Regions from separate parts of the Mus musculus genome. Here region 1 is linked to region 2. The links are chromatin contacts, called in public promoter capture Hi-C maps. All regions are on one chromosome and are shown on one strand. The core of a region is the stretch at or near the end of the contact, and the rest is flanking DNA. Distances in the headings are between cores, read along the strand shown. Region 1 has its middle 23 kb from the start of Aadac. Region 2 holds the start of P2ry14 (purinergic receptor P2Y, G-protein coupled, 14).

Evidence for each region. Promoter capture Hi-C pulls out the DNA fragments that hold promoters and counts their contacts.
Region 1: a contact with region 2 is called in a promoter capture Hi-C map of cranial neural crest. The contact joins the enhancer-like site here to the promoter of P2ry14 in region 2. A contact is called at or near these places in 11 of 39 promoter capture datasets (the 3T3-L1 cell line, the C10 cell line, the HPC-7 cell line and 8 more), 2 of 15 datasets of contacts at CTCF or cohesin (large pre-B cells and pro-B cells), 21 of 484 Hi-C or Micro-C datasets (B cells, the C10 cell line, the G1E-ER4 cell line and 14 more), 6 of 115 datasets of contacts at active chromatin or transcription factors (astrocytes, embryonic stem cells, epiblast stem cells and 3 more) and 1 of 9 other capture datasets (macrophages).

Annotation. Positions count from the first base shown.
Region 1 is chr3:60,052,384-60,056,433 of GRCm38.p6, forward strand. No RefSeq gene overlaps it. Among named protein-coding and RNA genes, the nearest start is that of Aadac, 23 kb to the left of the region's middle. Within about 2 kb of position 1,383, at least 16 of the 459 cell types and tissues checked have an H3K27ac peak or open chromatin away from gene starts, as enhancers often do.
Region 2 is chr3:59,128,834-59,132,938 of GRCm38.p6, forward strand. It overlaps P2ry14 (purinergic receptor P2Y, G-protein coupled, 14), which reads right to left and starts at 1,929. Exons shown (of 2, transcript NM_001287124.1): 1 at 1,661-1,929. The coding sequence starts at 1,663. All of the region lies in intron 15 of Med12l (mediator complex subunit 12-like), which reads left to right.

The DNA of each region.
Region 1 (4,050 bases), core at 133-2,632, 920 kb after region 2:
TTTTCTCCCCCCTCCCAAGTGGGACTGAAGCATCCTTACATGAACACTTCTATTTGTTAACCTTCTTGAGTTCTGCAGATTAAAGTCTAGGTGTTCTGTAGTTTTTAGGCTAATATCTACTTATTAGTGAGAATATACCATGCATGTCCTTTCAAGTCTGAGTTACTTTACTCAGGATGATATTTTCTAGTTACATCCCTCTGCCTGTAAAACTTGCCTTGGAATGTTGAAGTTTATTTGCGTTCTCTCTCTCTCTCTCTCTCTCTCTCTCTCTCTCTCTCTCTCTCTCTCTCTCTGTGTGTGTGTGTGTGTGTGTGTGTGTGTGTGTGTACTAGAGATTGAACTCAAGAACTTGCAAGTACTAAACAAGTGGTTTATACTGAACAATTTTCCGCCCAATTTTAACTATTCCTTAATTACAAAAGTTTAAGGGGAAAGATAGGAAGAAATTCTAGTCAAATCAATTCTTTAAACATGTATATTAGTAAACAACATATTAACTAAAATAAATAAACAACAACAAAACCCTTTATGTTATGTTCCATACAAAATAAGTACTAGAATAAAATCTTGAAAAATGAATTGCAAGAAAGGTAGAGCTAACACACATTATGTTTTTCTAAAACAGAGCTTGTTGTAATAAACTGTAAAAATGTACTAATTGAAATATTTTATATCACAGTTAATTTGAGAAAGACCACAAGAACTAGACAAATATAGGTGAGCTATGATGTGCTCTGGTTATCTACCCACTACTCTCAGATGATCTTGTCATTCTTTCTACTAAGAAAATTACTTCATTTATTGAATGTATACATAGTCCCAGGCTTAGCTCAGGGTATGCTAACCACCCCAGCCTGGTTAATTAGTGACCTGGACACTCATCTTCTTTTAAAGTTTTCATACTCCCAGAAAACCTAACGTAGTCCATGCAGATTGTAGTCCAGAGAAGTGACTGCCTGTGGTCCCTGATGAACACTTCTTTACCCTTCTAGTTCTGACCAGATGTGACACTATTCCTAGGGAGATGTAAACAAATGTCTACTCACTCCAGATAGGGAACCAAAGGTAAGGCAGTGTACACACATGATAAAATTCAACTTCCTTTGTGAACCAACGAATATTTTTAAGAGCTGCTTACAGGAACATAGGTGAGAGGTTCCTTGCAAAAGTAGAAATGCCACAAGGGCAGTTACATCACTGGAGCCTACCCCAGTGTGGTTGACAGTGAGTGGACTAAGGTTGGGAACCTAAAGCTTTCTGAAACCTACAGGCACCCCAGCATGCAAAGCATTCTTTCCAAGTAACTCAGCTGACCTGGGGTTTCAGGAAAAGTAGCTAATCTTGCCTCTTCCAACCTGTTCTACTGCTCTCAACTGCTCTCAGTCAACTCAGACTTCTCTCACAGTGACTCCTTATTGCTTACTCATGGGTGGGAGGGAGAGATCCTAAGCTTAGGGAGTTTCTCTTTAGGATGGGATGTTTTATTTAACCTCAGGAATTCTGTTGTTTTACCTCCCCGAAAACAGCCTGTCTTAAAATACAATGTTGATCTCCCCTTTAACATTTTGTGTTTTATGAGCTTTCCTATGAGATGGAAAGTTTTCATTAAAGAAACTGTGACACAATACCCAGGTATTGTGTACTTGCCCAGGCAGACCCAGGGAGGAGTCTCACATTCACGCCCTTTCTTGGTTGCCACTGAGCTAGAATCACATCCAACACTCCAATCAAAAACTCAATTTGGAAACTCTGGAGGACTGACATACAAGCTCTTCATACTTTATCTAAAATCAACCATGCTTGAGCAATAGCAAAAACAGAGCCAAACTTTCACTCAACAAAGCGGCATAATATCTTGTATCAGACACACAATGAAAAAGTCTACAAGACCAGAGCACTCAACAAAACCAAAATCAAAGTGAATGGCTAAAACAATATGATGCCCCTCAATTGAGTCCTGTAGACATGTTCTCCAGGAATAACTACCCAGACAAACCTCAGGATATGAGTTTAAAAGTACAATCATAAACATAATCAACAGTTTAAAAAGAACATGAAAAAGAATGTCAGCAATGTAAAGAGTGTGGTAATTAAATCCCAAGTGAAATGTAAACAAATAAAAATAGAAGTCTGCCTGAGCCTAGACTATTTGTGCCATATGTGTCATCCAGAGCCAGCCAACACTGCACATCCTACACATCAGCCAAGATTGTTAAACTCTTTATGTACTATTCCCAATATACAGGATTGGCACTGACTGTACATCTTTCATATCAGTCTGAAATACAAACTCTGCTTGGCCCTAGTCACCTATCTTATGCACCAGCTCAACCTACTGAGATTACTTGTATCTAGCTCACTCATGGCATATCTAAATTCCAGGATTAGCCTAATTGCACATCCTGTGTGCTTGTTCAGTCTTGTGAATTTCCATAGGTCTAGCCCACCTGAACCATAGCCAACTGCCAAGCCTAACCTAAAATGTACATTTGTGTGGGGCCCTCAGTTGCCTCTCTGGCCTTTGCTCTGTGTAATGGTAACCAGATTTGGATACAGAGGTATCTTTTAGATCTCACAGAAATTTTAGTGCTGTAATTTTCAGTTTTAGGTCTTACATACTAGAAAAGTCAGAAATACATAGTAAGTGTATTGTGGCATAGGAGGAGGGATATCCTCATGGGCATACAACTCTAAGTCTTGCTCCAGCACTAAGAAATCAGCCACCAACAAGCTTGAGTATTAGGCGCTTGTGCCTCTGCCTGCCACCATTTAGGAACATAACACAGGTTCATGTACAAGAATCTGAAAAGCAATTATTATTTTTTTATGTTTGAAAAAATGTATTAAAACTTTATTATACACACTGGTTCTGGTTAGTTTTAATGTCATTATTTACTTGCAAGATCTTTATAATAAAGGTTATAAGGCTTTTATATAAAGAACTTGAAAATGAAAATCCAAGAAAAAAAGCTACAGCAATAGAAACCAGACCTAAATTCTACACATCTCAATGAATTTCTATACAGTGGGAATTAAGAAAAAATTAAAGACCCCGAAACAACAAAGTGGCCCATCTATTTTTAACTTATCTATCTGCTACTCTGCCAAAAGTCATTTTCTGCAATAGATTTTATAGAATGGTTTTTCCTGTTTTACTTTTCTTTCTGATCTCAGGAACCCTGAAGGTTTTAGAAGAGTGTATACTATTTAAGACTCTAGCTATTTCATCAGAGAGCTCAATGATGCTGTAAAGTTCACATTAAGAAAAAAAAAAAGGAATAATTTCCAGTGAAGAAAACTGCTGTAATTTTAGGGGACAGAGATGGGATGTGCTTAAATGTCCTTTATGTGAAGAGTCACTAGTAGATTGCTTTCACTTGTTTTCCCTCATGTTAACTTGTCATAATTCAAAACATGACCTGCTTCTAGGGGGAGTTAATGGTTTTGAGATGCTGAGTTTTGCCAAGCCTCTGATGATACACCCCTATCCTAGGGAATCTTTAGCAAGAAAGACAAAGCTTTCTGCCAAGAGTTTGAAATAAAACACTCAAGTATATGGCCTATACACAGTGCAACACGCTCCCCGCCCTCCGAGGTCATATTAATGGAAGACTTTATAGAAATCTTGTAGAGTAGTTCCAGTGCTCCTTTCAGAGAAGGCGAGACTGTGGACAGGTGAGGACCGATGCGTAGGAAACCACTTTTTGTGAGCATCCTATACGCATAGTTCTTAGTCTCCAATGGGTGTTTATTTCTTTTGGGGAGGGGATTTTAAAACAAAACAAAAGGAAAAGAAAACTAAAACCTACCTAATCCAAGCCCCTATAAGCACAGAAGCCCAGTGGGTTTCATTTTCCCACAGCCCCAAGACAGTACAGAATCTAGACTTAATTACTTTAACAGAGGATTTATTTATTTTTTTAATTTTGAATGTGGCATTGGTGGTATAATATACTTATATATTTGTCTTAATCCTATTTGTTCATTTGCTTATTTTTCACTAGACCTCAATTCACAGTTTTCTTCCACTTTCTTTTGGTGGAATAT
Region 2 (4,105 bases), core at 679-3,178:
CGCATGCATGCACACACACGCTTGGTGAGCATGTGAATCAACACACTTAACTCTTGTGTCTATCTTTGTGAATACAGGCCTAACTGTAGAACTCAGGCAGGGAAGGAATAGCTGGATTCTGGAGAGTGCAGGCCACGCAGGGCGGGCTGCACTTGGTGGATCTAGTAGGTAGTTATGGGCTCCCTGTTCTTTGATACAATATTCAGTTTTCTGGAGGAGTTAACATGATTTGTAAGTTGCTACATAAGGTGTCCTTTCTCCTGAGTCTCACATATGACTGTAACTTTCTCAGTTTTGGATTACAGGTTGAGTAATTTTGTGCTGATTTCGCTCTGGCAGTACTGCCTCTCATTTACTGAGTTACTAGTGCAGAGGATGGGAAAAGAAGTAAATTTTTATTGAACAGCTGCTATGGGCAAGATATATAAGCCTTAGGGGTTTTTTTTTTTTTTAATTGTTGATATCTATTTGCTTAAATAGGTACTAGGACAGAGGTGAAGCGGGTTAAAAAGTTAAAAACCCAAACAAATAATGTTATTCAGGATCTCAGCATATCAAGATTTAGCTGTCTATCTGCAAGCTTGCTTCGCCCCCCCCCCCCTTTTTGGGACTCCAATAATATTAACTATTTTCTATAACTCGATTACTGCCCTTATTATGTAAACATCCAGCTAAAGGGCTAGCCAGTTCTGCACAGTCTTGCATTTCTCTCCTATTCATGCATAAATTACATTTTTTATTAGTCATAGTCATTGTATGCTAGAGACAAGGAAATAGATTGGGAGCCGGATGGTTTCTCTGAGTACTAGTCTTGCCCTTTAATTAGACAAGTCACCTTGACTCTGAAACTTGCTAAACTCAGTTTCAGATTGGTAAGACAGAGACATACAGAGATTTTTTTTTCCAGTGTCCCCTGCCTATTCGGAACACCCAGTGACCTGACGATCTGACAGCATGTGTTCCAAGTCTTAAAGGTGGAGGACAGTAACCTATGAGCTCAGTGCATGGACCTGTTAACTAGAAATCCTCCCTGTCATATAAAATCATGACATGCTGTCACAGTGTCTCTTGGCTCTTGTGCACATGACATGAGCTAAAGGCAGAGAAGGGTCTTCTTTATTTTTAGGAAGAGTGGTCATAGGTATTTTATACCCCAACCCATAACAATTTCTTGTGATTAGCTAATATTTTAAAGTTGTCAGGATATAGTAAATACTGAATTTACTTCTTTTAAACTTCCTTCAGCATGAGGGCACGCTGTGGTTGAGTCTCAAAACCTCTCCCTACAGTTGCAAGTTTACAAATTTTCCATCAAATGAGGTTTTTTTTTTTAACCTATCAATCTTTAGGTGGTTGAATAAATAAACTAGAGCTTACCATAAGTATATTTTAGGTTACAAAAATGTTAGTCAGGCTTCATTTAAGTTACTTTACAATTTACAGAAAAGTAGACTATAGATGGAACTTTGTAAGTATCTTCTTCATCCTCGCCACTCGTGAATTGAAACTAAAACCACTCTTTACGTATTTTTTTTTAAGCCTTAGAGGAAGAAATCAGAACTTAAGGATCAAGGAAATGAAAATATAAACCCTAAGACACAAGCACCAGGAGGCCACTCTGATTCCTCTTTCTCTCTTTTGAAATTAGAGTGTGACTTACCATTGCGTCCCCGTCCCCATCCGTAGCCCAGGCATCAGTGTGTCTGGAGGACAGCAGGGACTCCCTTACATGAACTCCTTCACGTCTGGCTTCAGCTCTGCTGGGGTGGCGGCCTTCATGCTCTGTATTTGTTTTCTTTCCTAAGCATTTTAGTTATTGAGCTGCCTTTGCTCCGAGGGTTGCGTCATAACCCAGCTGCACTTGTCCCCTTCACAGGATCAGATAACTCCTTTTAACCCCATCTCTGCTACTGCACACTGCTATTCTGCATCAGCCTGAGAGCTTGCTTAAAAGAGGAACTCCCAATTCCTAGTCCGTGAGCCCACAGAAGAAAATCATGCTTCATTACCTTGCTGAACGTAGGGAAAGTCCAGTCTCACCTATAAATCCAGTGTTCCATTCATCACATAGGAACAATTTCGGAGACTCAAAGTGCAGAAAGCCATCTTACTTTGGGATTACCTGTAGTCTTTGACTCTACCCTGAACTGGATGGAATTTTCCTACTTACCAATTCTTCTGGCCTCCACAGTCCCTGTAGGTAAGATTGGTTCAGCGACTTAGTATAACATCTGACTGGTACTGAGGGAAATGTACTTTGCTTTTTAGCTTGGGCTGTTCATGTTGACAAGCGGGAAGTGCTGCATTAGGGCTCAAACCAAAACATTTAAAGTACCCTCTGAAATGTTGATGGCTCGCCAAATTCCTGAGCATCCAGCAGTACAGATTTCCACCAGCTTTTGGAGGCCGGCTCTAGTTTGTGCTTATATAAGTTGGAGCTGATGTAGATTTGCTAAGGGTTACAGATTGTCAAGGCCTGATCAAGGGTAAACAGCATGAAGGGGTGTGTGAAGAGGGAGAGGAACCCAGCCGGCAGGAGGATGGATTGTTCCCATGTCTAGCCATGACCTTTTGTGTGAAGCTGTAGTAATAATAGCTACAGTGTTCTCTGTTTGGATTCATTTTAAAGTTTTGATTCACATGGTTTTAACTAGCTAAGGTTCCCCCACTCCCCTTTGCTTTATTTTTTCTGGAAAACTGAACATTTATCTGAGAGTAAAGCACACCTGTGTGGGTGTCCACAGGAGCCTTGCCCTGTACTGGCAATGCAGCAACAGATGAGCAGAGAGTGGTTCAAAAGATGCCAGCCCCCTCTTTGGGACACACATGCCCTGTCCTTGTGGGATGCTAATTGTGCCCAGTCTGCACCATCCTTTAGTGGTGCGTAGGGACTTCCGACCTTTCTCCAGTTTATCAGCACAACTCCGGTCTGATTTTGGATAGCACTATTTCCATGTTGGTTTGCTAACTGACCTGTTTCTGAGTATTTAACAAATTGTTCCCATGGATTTTTTTTTTTTTTTTTTTTTTTGCTCTCCAGTTGTACTCTGGATTAACACAATACCACACCATCTCTCTGTACCATTATGCCGAGGTTCCTCCATGTGCTTAAGCCAACTTTGAATGCTTCCACCCAGCACTGGACCTGGAGCATTTTCTCTGGTCTTTCTTAGATTTCTCTCTCTTTTTTTTTTGGTCTCACCATTTTCCCCTCCCGCCCAACTCTGTCTTACCGAATCAAAAGTAAAAGTTCCTCAAACTGTCTCGTATCTCCTAAGCAACTATCAAACTGTTCTTCTAGCATCCTTTGCAGATGCATTAGAAAATAGTTCCTGTGTGCTGTCTTCACTTCCCTTCTACCTTGTAATCTATTTTCCTGTGTGACTTCATGGAAACTGCACAAATCCAGCCCCACTACCCATTGCTCAGCCTACTCGTTATTTTTAAAAGATATATAAAGGCAGCATTTGTTTTTTAATTGTGAAAGTGCACACAAATGTTCTGTCTTGACCTGTTTTCTTTTCTGAAATAACCCTGTTGTGAGTTTCAGGCTCACCTGGACTTCCTGTAGGAGCTCAGCAGCCTCAGAGCTTGTAGTCCTTGTGTCTTTGTACTTGTGGATGGAGTTAGGTGTGTGCCCCACACCTGGCCTTTGGGTTTTAAATAGTGTCTCTCAGAGCAGAGTCTGAACACCTCACCTTACCCCAGCCTCTCCAGTGCTGGGATTACAGGTTCAAACCACCACACTCAGTCTCTTGACCACTTCTCAGGGATGGTTCAGTGACATATGTGTTACCTCATTGTCACGAAACCATGACCACCATCATTCTCAGAAATCTGTTCATCTTGCAAAACTGAAACTCTAACACCATTACAAAAGCATCTCTTTGTCTCTGGAAGCTGCCACCCTGCTTCCTATCCACGTGGATTTGACTTCAGTAGGTACTTTAGACGTGTGGCATCACTTAGCCCTTGGGTGGCTGGCTTATTTCACTTAGTATATTATGATTTTGGTTCATAACATGCTGAAGCATGTAGCAGAATCACATTGCCTTTTTAGGCTGGATAATTGTGCCTCATGTGCAGGCCATGAACCCACCCACTA